Regions from separate parts of the Gossypium hirsutum genome. Here region 2 is linked to region 1. Evidence: chromatin contacts called from public Hi-C data. All regions are on one chromosome and are shown on one strand. Each heading gives the region's core, a stretch centred on a gene start, on an enhancer-like site or on the middle of the called end of the contact. The rest is flanking DNA. Distances are from core to core; before and after follow the strand shown. Region 1 holds the start of LOC107897138 (ER lumen protein-retaining receptor). Region 2 holds the start of LOC107897140 (probable auxin efflux carrier component 1c).

Region 1 (6,329 bases), core at 2,743-5,242:
CGGTGGGGCCATGGTGCCACGATACTCTAAGATGGAATTTTCCACTTATGATGGGATTGGAGATCCTTTAGGATGGTTAAAAAGATGCGAAAATTTTTTTGGCAATCAACGGACCAACGAAGAAGACAAAGTCGGCCTAGCTTCATTCCATCTTTTAGGAGAGGCACAATTATGGTTTGATCAATTCGAAGAAGAGGAGGCAAATCTAGATTGGGAATGCTTCAGAGAGTGTTGTCATGTCAGGTTTGGGCCACCTATGAGTAATAACCCCTTAGGGGAACTTGCAAACTTGAGACAAAATGGGACGGTAGAAGAATATCAACGCCAATTTCAATCACTACTTGCTAGGACTACTGATCTTAAACCTCGACAACAAGTAAACTTTTTTACTGCTGGATTGGTAGAGGAACTTAGAATTGATATTGAGATGCAACAACCGGGAAATCTTGGAGTTGCAATGAATATGGCTCGAACATTGGAACGTAAACAAAATGTCTCTTCCAAACAGTCATCTCAAGCCATCCTGAATTGGCCAACTTCCCAAAACACTGACAGCAATTCAATCATTCCAACAACTACGAACATTGCAAAGGGAGGGGGACAAACAATAGAACCAACAGGGAACAACGGCAAAATAGGTTCTTCTGCACCATTTATTAAGAGATTGACATGGATAGAAATGGCGGAAAGAAGGGCTAAAGGGCTGTGTTATAATTGTGACGAGTCTTATTCCATGGGACACAAATGTAAAAGGTTATTTTAGATAGAAGTACCAGATGTTGAAGGCAAGCAAAATGATGATGAGATAAATGATTTTGGATAACTTCTGAAGTTTATTCTGAATTTGAGCTTGAGGACAAGCTCAATTCTGAGAAGGGGAGTAATGATATGGACGCTTTAATTGCAATATGAGTATTTAGTTTTATTTATTTATTATATCAGGTTTTACTAAGAGTTTTAGTTTTACTATATTAGGTTTTTGTTTCCTTCATAAACTCTAAGTTAGGAATTCTATTTTATGTCAATTAGGACTCTTTCCTTTGTTATTAACAGTCTATAAAAGGCTGCCAATATGAAATAAAGAGGTAAGCAATTATTCTATCAAAAGAAACGTTATTTTGAGAGGGGGTTTAGTCAAGGACGAATCTGCCTTTTGAGTAACCATAGGTCGAAGCAAGAATTCTTTCCCGTCTAGACCTGTGACTAGATCCTACGCCAAAGTGCATACCAAACTGCTAGAAATCTTATAATGGATAATTTGATCTTGTCTAATCTCTTAACTTCTGGTAATAGTGGATATAGAATAAGAGCAACATTCAAGCATGAAACAGATGATACACAAGAACATCAGTTGTACTGGCAAAATATCAAGGTGTAATTAACTATGTTTCGAAACAAAATCTTCTATCTGAAATAAAATCATATCAGCTTTTCCTCAAAAAGAAAATCAGCAGCAATCAAGAGAAAATAAGATGACAACTCAATTTAGAGACTTTCTCATGCTTTTTTCTCCCCCACCAAACTAAGGATGCTTGGTAAAGTGGAATGAGAATCGGAAATATGAAAAATTCGAGGGGGGATAAAAAATTTATTTTTTCTTTCCATTGGTGTACAAGATATGAAAGATGGAAAAATGAAAAAAAAAAATTCTTTACAACCATTGCATGGGAGAGTTGAAAAATAGGAGGAAAGAAAAGAAAGTTCTATGAAAAATGCATAATCTTGTGAAATGCACACTTAACTTGCACCGTTTTCATTTCCACTCCGCTTATCATTCCAATTTGCAATGATTTGTTTTTATGCATTAGGAATGGCAAATGATCATATTCCTTATTTTCTTTTCTCTTATTTTTTCTTTTTACCAAGCACACTCAAAATTTATTTTTTTTTCCACTCACCTCTTTTCATCCTTCCCCTTTTCCATTCAACTAAGCATATTCTAATACAAAATGAAGCAACACTATATGCAAATGAAAGCACGGAAGTAAGCGTCCTTTGAGGCAATATAATAAAATCATGGCAAACTTGAAAATGTATAGGATTTATAGAGCGGAGTTTACCCAAGGAGCAACACATATTGTCCTGTCAAGTTGTCAATATTTCTAGTCCTTTGCAACAATACAAGCTGAGGAAGTATGGCTACTGCTTCCAAGTATAAGGAAAATGCCCACATGACCTGCTCAACCAATATTTAGAGACAAATACCAATAGATGAAATTATAGTCTGAAAAATAATAGAGCCTGATAATCCCTCAACAAATAATTAGTATAAACACACTGTAATATAGCTTCTAAGTTGACCAGAATAAATTTAGCACACAACCTGATTGTAATATGAAGAAAGATTTCAATACCTCCAAAAAGGTGAACTTCTCATTTATAAGAAGGGCAAGCAATAGGCAAGGCAGCATAAGGAGATAATGGCGAAATGTATCCTGGTCCTTATCATAAGATCTACGAACCATCTTGTGATGTCGCATGTACCATACAATTGAGATAGAACTCCCCAGGAATATTAGCTTCATGATTGTGTTGTAGAGAGAAATATAAGTAGTGAATAAATCCAGGTAACGAGTAGTGAAGACAGTAGCATAAAGTTCCTGAGTCTTCAAGGAAATGCCTGCACAAATATAAGAAATCGCATCAAGGATAAAAGATCCAAAGCCATCAAAATCTAACTTCTTATAGTGACAACCTTGACTTCCAAAGAGTAAATGGCTATAGCCACCCATGAATACTTCTGTCATCCTATCCCATAGTTACATTTAAAAGGAAAGAAGAAAAGAAAAAGAAAACTTCCCCATAAGCCAATCAAGCAAGTCTAAAGTTAGGTAGCATTGACCCCAAATCAACTCCTCATAACAAGAGAAAAAACCAAAAACTACCTCAGCTACAGCTGTAGTTTTAGGCCTTATCATATATGGTTTATCTAGTTTGTCAAGAAATCTGAGGCCAGCAAGAATAAAAACCACAAACCTACAGTATAATTCTACATGATCTAATCTGCCTTTTGATTTCCATAAAATCTCCTAGCCAGAAGAATACTAGTACTGTTTCAAATCCCGACATATTTCTAGCTACAGATAGAAGGAAAACAAGCAAAAATAAGATGCCATCTTAGGAAGTTCAGGTTAACAAACCATGAACCCTCCCAAATCTACCTAATACAAACCCCTTGGACCTCTATCTAAATATTTTCATTAAATCCAACAACTAGCAAAAGATTCCAATGGTGGAGTGACAAATTACTTGTATTCAAGTCTTCAGTTCACGACAGTTTCCAAGTTTGATTTAATTTAAAACAAAAGTACTACATGATCATATATCCTTGCTTCTAAAACTGCAGATACACAATTTATATACATTCAAATGATTAAAAGCCCATTCAGAAAAATACAAGAATTCCTTTCCGACTAACAGGAAAAAAAAAATGTCGCATTTTCATTAAGCTACACATCCACGTTTCACAAGATTCCAGTTTGGATATCGAATGCCATGTACAACAACTCAAACAAGACAACTAATTAACAGAACCCCACATTCAATATAACCTTGAAATTCCATTTTTGTAATCTTAAAGCGGTAAATTATTCAAAAATACAAAATGAAATGCAGTGAAATGTAATGAACCCAGAAGAACATTGAAGTAAATATTTGAAAACTGGACGTACCAGCACAAGATTTGATGGTATGAATCTTGAGGAGCAAAACAAGAACACTAAATAAGTGGGTCATGTCCCCTGCTAATCTGAATATGTTCATTTTTCTCTTTTCTTTCTTCTCTAAGTTTCTTAAATTCAAAAAAAATTGAAAAAGAATGTAGGATAATGGTTTTTGTTTTTTGTTTTTTTTCTTCTGTCAGGGTAAGGTTCTTTCTGAGACGAAAATTTTAGTAGATCTGCGATAGAAACATCTAATTTCTTAAGTTTTGTTTGTTTTCAGGGAATAATTTATTGCTTTGGCTTCCGAGAACACGGGAGAGAAAAATATGAGTTCATCACACCAAACAAATTTTGAATTGGTTACTAAACTTTAAAACCTTTTTAATACATCTCTAAATTATATATATTATATCAATCAGATCCTTTAATTATTAAAACTGTTATTTTAACCATTAAATAACATGTAAATTTTTTCATATGACATAAGATTATATCACAAAAGATCTTACAAAATTAACAATTTTAATAATGAAAGAACTCGATTGATAGATAGTTTAAAGATGTATTTAGAATGTTCTAAAGTTTGGAGATCAATTTTGAAAGAAGGTCAGAGTTTGAGGATTTCGGTGCAATTAACTCAAAAAATAAACATTTGGGAAAACGAAACATATCTACTAGATGGGCTGGGTTTCATTTTCAGTTTGTATGTGTAAGGAAATTCCAGGATAGTTCCTAGATTTGAAGCTTTTGGGCCTCCACACACTCAAAATGACTTGGATTTACTTGTAGAGACTCAAGGGTGATGCTCTAATCTGCTTAAACAGTTTCATGTTTTAGTAAAACTCAATTTCCAGCTAAATTTGAACTTTTTTTTTAGTAACAATTTCATTATAACTTCTATCCACATCTATTTTATAATTACGCATAACATATGCTTAAAAATGAAATGGAATTGTTGATAAAAAATATTAGGGTAAATTGTCAAAATAGTCACTTTTATTTATCTTAGGTTACATTTTAGTCACTTATTTTTGAAATGTTACGATTTAGTCACCTACGTTATTGTGTTGTAACATTTTAGTCACTAAGCATTAATTGTCATTAACGGTGTAACAAAAATCTGACGTGGCACGTTAAATAATCATTTCAAACGAAAATTTTAGGTTAAATTATACAATTGGTCCCTATATTTTTTTTTCATTTTGAGTAATTTAATTTCTTCTTTTATGTTCTTTGAATTTTTTTCTTTATTTTTTTCATTCTCTTCTCATTCTTCTTCTGTTTTTCTCCATTTTTCATTTCTTTTAACGTAATTTTTTATCCCTTCTTCATTTCTTTCAACGTAATTTTTCTATATTTTTCATTTGTTAAAACTACTCTCTATATTTTTATTTTTTTGAACAATTTAATTTTTTTCTTTTTAGTTCTTTATTTTCCTTTTCTTCTTCCCCTTTATTTTTCTCTCTTCTCATATTCTTTACTACAGAAACGTAATCTTTACCCACCAAATAAATCAAGTCCTTATTTCTTTCACATGATTCCTAAATTGAATTTCATTAAAAATTGATTATCAATCATTCTTAATCAAATCTTGATTTGAATATAACCCAATATTGAAACTAAAATTGGATCCAACTAATCAATATAAAAACAATATCCTTAATCAAATCTAAACATAAATTGAATTTTTTATATTCAAAATAATTTTTTTTCTGTTTCCAAATTTTTACAGATTTGTGTAAATTATTCATTTTCTTTTCTGACGAATAAAATTAAGCATACAATAAAATTGATCAAAACCTTCTTGGATATTCCCAAGCAAGCTTGATTAGAAGTTGAGCATGGATGAACTGAAGAGAGAAATGGAGCATGGAACCAAACTGATTTGGGTAAAGTTGAGGGTAAGTTTTGTATAGTGGTCGTTTTAGTCATTAAGAGTGTAGAGCTCATTTGAAAAATCCGTGAAACAATGTAGTTTTAAGAGGACGAGAATGTAGTAGGTACAATAGATAAGGTGGAAGTGGGGGTTGGTTAGGAGGTTAAGGGAACGGGCTTAAGAAACTTTGTTGAGGGTGGACTACCATAAGTCACGACTGGTGAGGTATTTGAGTGAGGCGAGCTTGTGGACTAGGTCATTGAGAGATCCAAATTGATTTGTTAAAGCGATGATGGACAATGAAGGTTTGTAATTCTGGGGTGAAAATATGCGAAGCAAATTTTATTTTAGTTTCAGCTTTCGCCTTTTCTTTTTCATGAACACAAAAAAGTTTAAACAAATGGAAAACATAGAAAAACTAAGTTGAAAGAGATGGAGAATGAAGAAAAATAGAGGGAGAAACAGAAGAGAATGAAAAATAAAGAAAAAAAGGAAAGTCAAAAGAACATAAAAGAAAAAATTAAATTGCTCAAAAAGAAAAAAATACGAGGACCAATTGTATAATTTAATACGAGGACCAATTGCATAATTTAACTCAAAATTTTTGTTTGAAATGATGATTTAACGTGCCATATTAGCTTACTATTACATCGTTAACGGCAATTAATGGCTCAGTGACTAAAATGTTACATTACGTTAACGCAACTGACTAAAACATAGCATTTCAAACATAAATGACTAAATTGTAACTTGAGGTAAACAAAAGTGACTATTTTGGTAATTTACCTAAA
Region 2 (6,329 bases), core at 1,366-3,865, 140 kb before region 1:
TTTTGAAAGCAGTTTGTTCAAGTAAGCTAGACCAATAAAAAGGTATTACTTTATATAAACATCCAGCCCTTATAAACATTCATGGCTTCGCCGTTGCTTTTGAGGATTGAAGTTGATGTATTAAGCACTATGATTTATGGATTACGAGACTTAATTCATTGGCAATGTTTGATATGAAGTTTCTTATGTGTTCATGCCGTATACATATACATATACATAATAGAAACAGGATACATGAGCTCTGAATGCATGAAATGTACCCTTCAAAAACGGATTAGGCAATAGGGGGGGTAGTATTTGAGTTTAATAAAAAGACTCAGAACCCGGTGCTGCTTCATGCCTGAGCAAAACTAAACATCAACTCAGCACAAAAACATATGAATATTGCTGCTGCTGGTTTTGACCATAACCCTGGATCTCTCTGAACAATGCTGCTGAGTTCCTCATGTTTATGTTTTCATCCTTCCAAATATGACTCCTCAAATACCCAACACAATGTAATATACTATTGTTATGGGCAGAGAAACTATCATTCCAAATATCACCCTGCACATACAAACACAGATATTAGTACAATTTAGATTACAGTCCTGTATGTATTTGCGGTATATATATATATATATAGATTAACTGCATTTGATATTTTGTGGTGTAACTCACGCAGTGCTCAATACATCAGGATGCAGATTATACTCCCTAGAAAAAACGAAAGGGACAATTCCTTGAGGCAATGCTGCTTGTACAATAGACAACTTTAAGGTAGTGCCTTTGAGGCCAACTGCGATGGATGCTATCGCCATTACTGCCGGTCCTGCTATAAACCTAGCTACCATCCCATATAAAGCCAGCTTCTTTCCACAGGCAATGATCCTTGGTTGCAAAGCCATGAATAATCCTTATACAATTAACAAATTTTAGCTTAATTCTTATTCAACTTTTTGATTAATGGGGTTTTCCTAAGAAAAAAGAAAAAATAAAAAGATGTTACCAAGGCTAAACATTGCCATCCCAAGACCTGCACTTGACAATATCGTGACTGAATTTTCCATTATTTGGGGCTTCTTTATGTCCCATCTGTAGACAAAAGCAATTGACCAGTTAATAAGGCTGGAATAGGGTGAACATCTACACTATATTACTCTGACTCCTTGTTTTCTTTGAGGTGTTCGTATCCAATACATCGTATTTATAGATTTAAAATATTGAATATAACCGTGTTGGACACATAGGGTACCCGACACTCATTCCGAGTCTGAGCAACATAGCATTTAGAAAGTGAGTAAGTGAGGCCTAAAAGAACCTGCAAGAGACTAAAGCCCAGCTAAGACCCAGCAAACTTGAGTAAGAGTTAGGGTTCCTCACAAGCTTGAGCCAGACTTTTCTCAATATTTTGAGGAGCATTGATGGAGAAAAAGAAGAGGGAATGCTAGCATTTTCGACATTCTCTTGCTTCACACTCTCAACCCCCTTTGCAGTACTACTGCTTTCTTCTCTTTGACCAGCTTGCACTGACTGCTTCTCACAGGTAGTACTTGTCCCATCTAAGATATCATTCATACATCAGAACAATTCATGCGAAATGTGGAAGAAATATATATGGATTAAAATTTCGAAATTTGTAGTGTTAGCTGTTAAGACTTGCCAGTTGAAATGCAACATCCACATCTCCAAATGAATAAATGGAGCTCTTTACCCTCACCCTCCATCGATGCTGCTACCATAGGCCTGAATCGCTGAGATTGATCTGGTGCAATCTTGTTTGCATTTTGAGCCGTCTGCTGCTGCTGCTGCTGCTGGTTAGATGATGTTGTGGCAATAACATTAATGACTTCATCTTCACTGCAACAGTTCTTAGAACTAACACTACTTTCCTTGAACTTGCTCAAGACTTCAGTTCTTGTTTCTCTATATTCAAACAAAAACAGTAATAGGGTATACCAGATTATGCATTGCAGCACCACAACTTGAATCATTAGGTATTCCTTGTCATCCCCATACATGGATTTCAGTAGGGGAATCCCCATGACAAGAGTGTTTGGGAGTGTGGAAAGTGAGAAAACTGTGATAGACCAGTCCAGGCCGCCTCTCTTTGTGAAATTGGCCCAACAAAGCAAAGCAAACAATATCAGGACTTTTGAGACTCCATCAGCGGCAAGGAAAAGGAGGTCCATTTTGTAAGGATTTATCCTCGAAACGAACTCGAAGGAGAGGAGCGGAACGGCGAAGATGGCGACGAATCTGTTGATGCCGGCACATTGTTCGGGGGTGAATACTTTCCACCATTTTACTGAACCATAAGCCAAGAACATGGTGACATAAAGAGGAACAACTGCAGTCAGAACACTGTACAGATCCTTGATGCCAATCATCGTTTTCCTCTTCAATACACTTGTTTTCCCTTGGCTGCCTTCTAGTGTATTATAGACTGTAGTTCTTGAAGAATGAATAGCTTCTTGGATTGATACAGCAACCAGGTTTATTTGAGATACTTTTAGACTTAAAAAGGGTTTATTTTACCACAATTTGTTGGTTTAACAAGCATCTTCAGATGGATATGTTGAAGCACAAGAGATATCTTGGATTGAGTTCTTTTTTTCGTGTATGGCAAGACTTTTGGTTTTATATCACTAAAGACAAACTCAATTTATCAAGTCACTCACAAAGTTCTATTTTTACTTGACGACCAGCTGGGACCAGCAACCGGGGTGAATGAATGATAAATTTTTTGTACAAAAAAAAAAAGAAAAGAAAAGGAAAACGAGAATATAATTTTCATCTCATAAAACATTAACTAAGGTCTAATTCTGCTTCCAGCCCATATACTCTGCATTTTTTATGAATTAATCCTTTTAATTTTAATTTCATAAATTCAGTCCCTATTTTCTTTTGCTTTAACAATTTAAATCTAATTGATAACATCATCAAAAGATTTCAATTAAATTGGATTTTGTGGCAATTTTAAACTTTAAAAAAAATTCATCTGACCGATATAAAATTACATATAGAAGTCATGTAAAACAAACAAAAAAAACCTGAAGTATCGACTTTCACTTTGTTTATTGCTATAGGACCTTTAAAACTGTGGACTCAAAACCAAAAACTTTACAATCCCAAATTCAACATTTGTATTTACTTATTTGATCTTTCAATAGTGTAATATTAGTATGTAAGCAACAATTTTTATCTTAGAAATGCCGCCTAATCTAATTTAATAAAAATCCTTTTAATAATGTCATCAATTAGATTTCTATTATTAAATAAAATAGTGGACGGATTAATTCCTAGGATTAAAAGTAACACTAAATTTACCAACAAATATTGGGTGTGGTGGTAGGGTACATTACACTCCCAAAAAGAGAATATATGTTCGAACTTTGTAAATGACATTATTGAGATATGCAACCACGAGCCGTAAGTATGAACCATAAAACAAGCATGAAGAATAAAAAAAATTAATACTAAATTGCACATGTTGGAAGAATACAGAAAGATACAATAAATCATTAATTAAATAGATAGCAATTTGAGAATGCCACACATGGTTATGTTTATTGATAGTTGAAATTGTCACAAATCTATTAATGGGATTATCTTGAAAGGTTTACATTATAATATCGAGTAGAATGCAGTAAAATGGCTTTTATCATGCATGGTTTTTGTATTATTTAGTCAATTTGTTTCATTTTTGCATCAGGTATGGATCCTGAGTTTCAAGCGTTGTAGATTCTAGTTAAAGAAGATGAACAAATTTTCTACTGGAGGAAATTTATAAGAATGATATTGATCATAATCTATGTTTAGTTCGGAATTTTTAGGAGAACGAATTATCACTTTTTGCAATGGAGAACAACGGAGAGAACCCTTCTCAACATATGGAGATCGATTCAAAGGATGAATATCTAATTATTGGGGGAAAATCTTTATCTCATTAAATTATAAATACGGTTGATCTGAAGAATATGATAAGTTGAGGTTCTGTTCTTTTAATAATTTTACTCCTCTAATACATCAATTGGCCAAAGGAGAGAATCAAAGGATATTGATTATAATCACATGGATTTCTATTCAAGTGCATGTTCTTTTACTAGGTTTTTCTTTAGAATCTATTTTAAGGAATCTAGGGAATGTTATAGATTCTTTTCTTCATCATGACACAACTATGAATCGAGATAGGTGGAATAAATATATGTGTTTGTCAAGGTTCATTTGGACATCTGTGAAAAATAAAACGTCGATAATGACAATGTATCACAAAAAAAAGAGAAAGAAAAATAAAAAACACATAGATTTTTACGTGAAAACCCTTTTAGAAAAAAAACCACTGGCAGAGGAGAAGATAATTCACTATGTTGAAATTCGAATGATTACAAGAAGAGTAGACTATGTCTATTTATAAACTTGTAAAATCATATTCTAATAGAATGAGTGTAGTGAGGTTGAAACACCTTATTCTAATCAATATTAAATAGATGAAGTGTAATAAAGTTGAAAAACCTTATTCTAAAATAAAATACAAGAAGTGTAGTTCTATATGGATTTTAATTTTATTTTACTTTACCACTGTATTTTATTTTAATAAGGATTCGGGTCACTCAATTCTAACAATCTCCACCTTGACACGAATTCTTAATTAACAAGCTCTTCATCGCAAACTCTCAATGAACAAGTTCTCTACCTCTTCTATAAAACCCCTTAAGGGTTTAATTTCAACAATGAACGTCAACCAAGTCTAAGCAATGCTCAAACTTGGTTATGGGAAGTGACTTAGTCATCATATCTGCAGGATTTTCATGAGTACTAATTTTGCTCACAACAATATCACGAACAAAATGATACCGAACTTCAATATGCTTTGTTCTCTCATGAAACATTTTATCTTTTGTAAGAAAGATGACACTCTGACTGTCACAAAATACTGTACTGATTTGAAGGTCTTCATTGAGTTCATTAAAAAGTCCTTTCAACCAAATGGCTTCTTTACAAGCCTCAATAATCGCCATGTACTCAACTTCAGTGGTAGACCAAGTGATTGTAGTTTGCAAAGAGGTTTTCCAACTGATTGCACAACCTTCGACTGTAAAGACATAACCTGTGAGAGATCTTCTTCTATCGAGGTCTCTAGCAGAATTAGCATCAACATACCTAATGACTCCATCTCTAGTTCTTCCAAAATGTAAGAAAACATCAGTAGTACCTCGTAAGTATCTTAAAATCCACTGAACTGCTTTCCAGTGTTCTTTACCGAGATTCGCCATGTATCTGCTAACTGCACTAACTGTATATGATAAATTTGGACATGAACAAACCATAGCATACATGAGAGATCCCACTGCACTAGAATATGGAAATGTGATGTGTACTCAATCTCATCATTTAATTTTGAAGACAAAGCTGATGAAGCTCTAAAATGGGCTACTAAAGAAGTATTAATAGGTTTAGCACTCTGCATATTGAACTTGCAAAGAACTTTCTCAATGTACCCCTTCTGACTTAGGTACAACTTGATTTTCTATCTCTGAAAATCTCTTTACCAAATGTCTTTTTTGTTGGTCCCAAATCTTTCATCTCAAATTTTTGACATCACTCATACATGAAACTCTTTCCTACTTCTACTACGACTAGAGCATCTTAAGAACATCAAAACACTTAGTGCCTATAAATTAAGCTTTTTTCATTAAAATTTTATAATCTTTTAAAATGAGAAAACTCTCTCAAATTTCTTCATCAATCACTTCTTTCTCTTATTGTCAAATTTCTATAGAAACAAGAACTCAAAACTTAGCTCTTGGGATTTAAGGTAAGACTCTGTTTCTCTATGGGGTTAAGACGATTAAAAATAGTTAATATAGTCCGCAACAAATGAAACTAGGTTCGTCTAAAGACTTGTATGTGTGAACCTAGGTTCACTTGAGTTTATTTATGAGTTTTAATGTGTTGTTAGTAACTTGTGTATGTTTGTAAACTTGCGAACCTAGCAGAACCCTCTACAAGCAAAGGCAAGGGAAAGGCGAAGCTTGTTTAAAGCTTTTAACAAACTGGTAAGTGTCCAGGGATCGCCACTTGTATGTGCAAACCATAATGCTAATAAGAAGATTAGGGCTTTATCCTAAGTTCCGAGAGTAAGTCTTTTCTAAACTCTTTTTTGTGATTGTGTTAATTATGTGTTTTTATGAACTGTGATATCCGAGCTCTGTATTGCGAGCTAGTTATGAACAGTATTGTACGAGCTCCTCATGAATTGCGAGCTCTATGTTTAAGTAAATGTTTGACATTATAATCTTTGGTAATTGTTGGATATAATGGCATGACATAAGATTGTGAATACTAAC

The links. A called contact is a pair of places that touch in the nucleus more often than the background predicts.
Region 2: a Hi-C map of leaf shows a contact between it and region 1, with 3 times the contacts expected there. The contact joins the promoter of LOC107897140 here to the promoter of LOC107897138 in region 1. A contact is called at or near these places in 5 of 34 Hi-C or Micro-C datasets (callus, leaf and petal).

Annotation. Positions count from the first base shown.
Region 1 is chrA10:70,372,164-70,378,492 of Gossypium_hirsutum_v2.1, reverse strand. It overlaps LOC107897138 (ER lumen protein-retaining receptor), which reads right to left and starts at 3,992. Exons shown (of 6, transcript XM_016822484.2): 1 at 3,672-3,992; 2 at 2,355-2,620; 3 at 2,061-2,176. The coding sequence starts at 3,762.
Region 2 is chrA10:70,512,041-70,518,369 of Gossypium_hirsutum_v2.1, reverse strand. It overlaps LOC107897140 (probable auxin efflux carrier component 1c), which reads right to left and starts at 2,615. Exons shown (of 5, transcript XM_016822487.2): 1 at 1,643-2,615; 2 at 1,301-1,541; 3 at 989-1,074; 4 at 661-895; 5 at 155-546. The coding sequence starts at 2,369. The coding sequence ends at 480.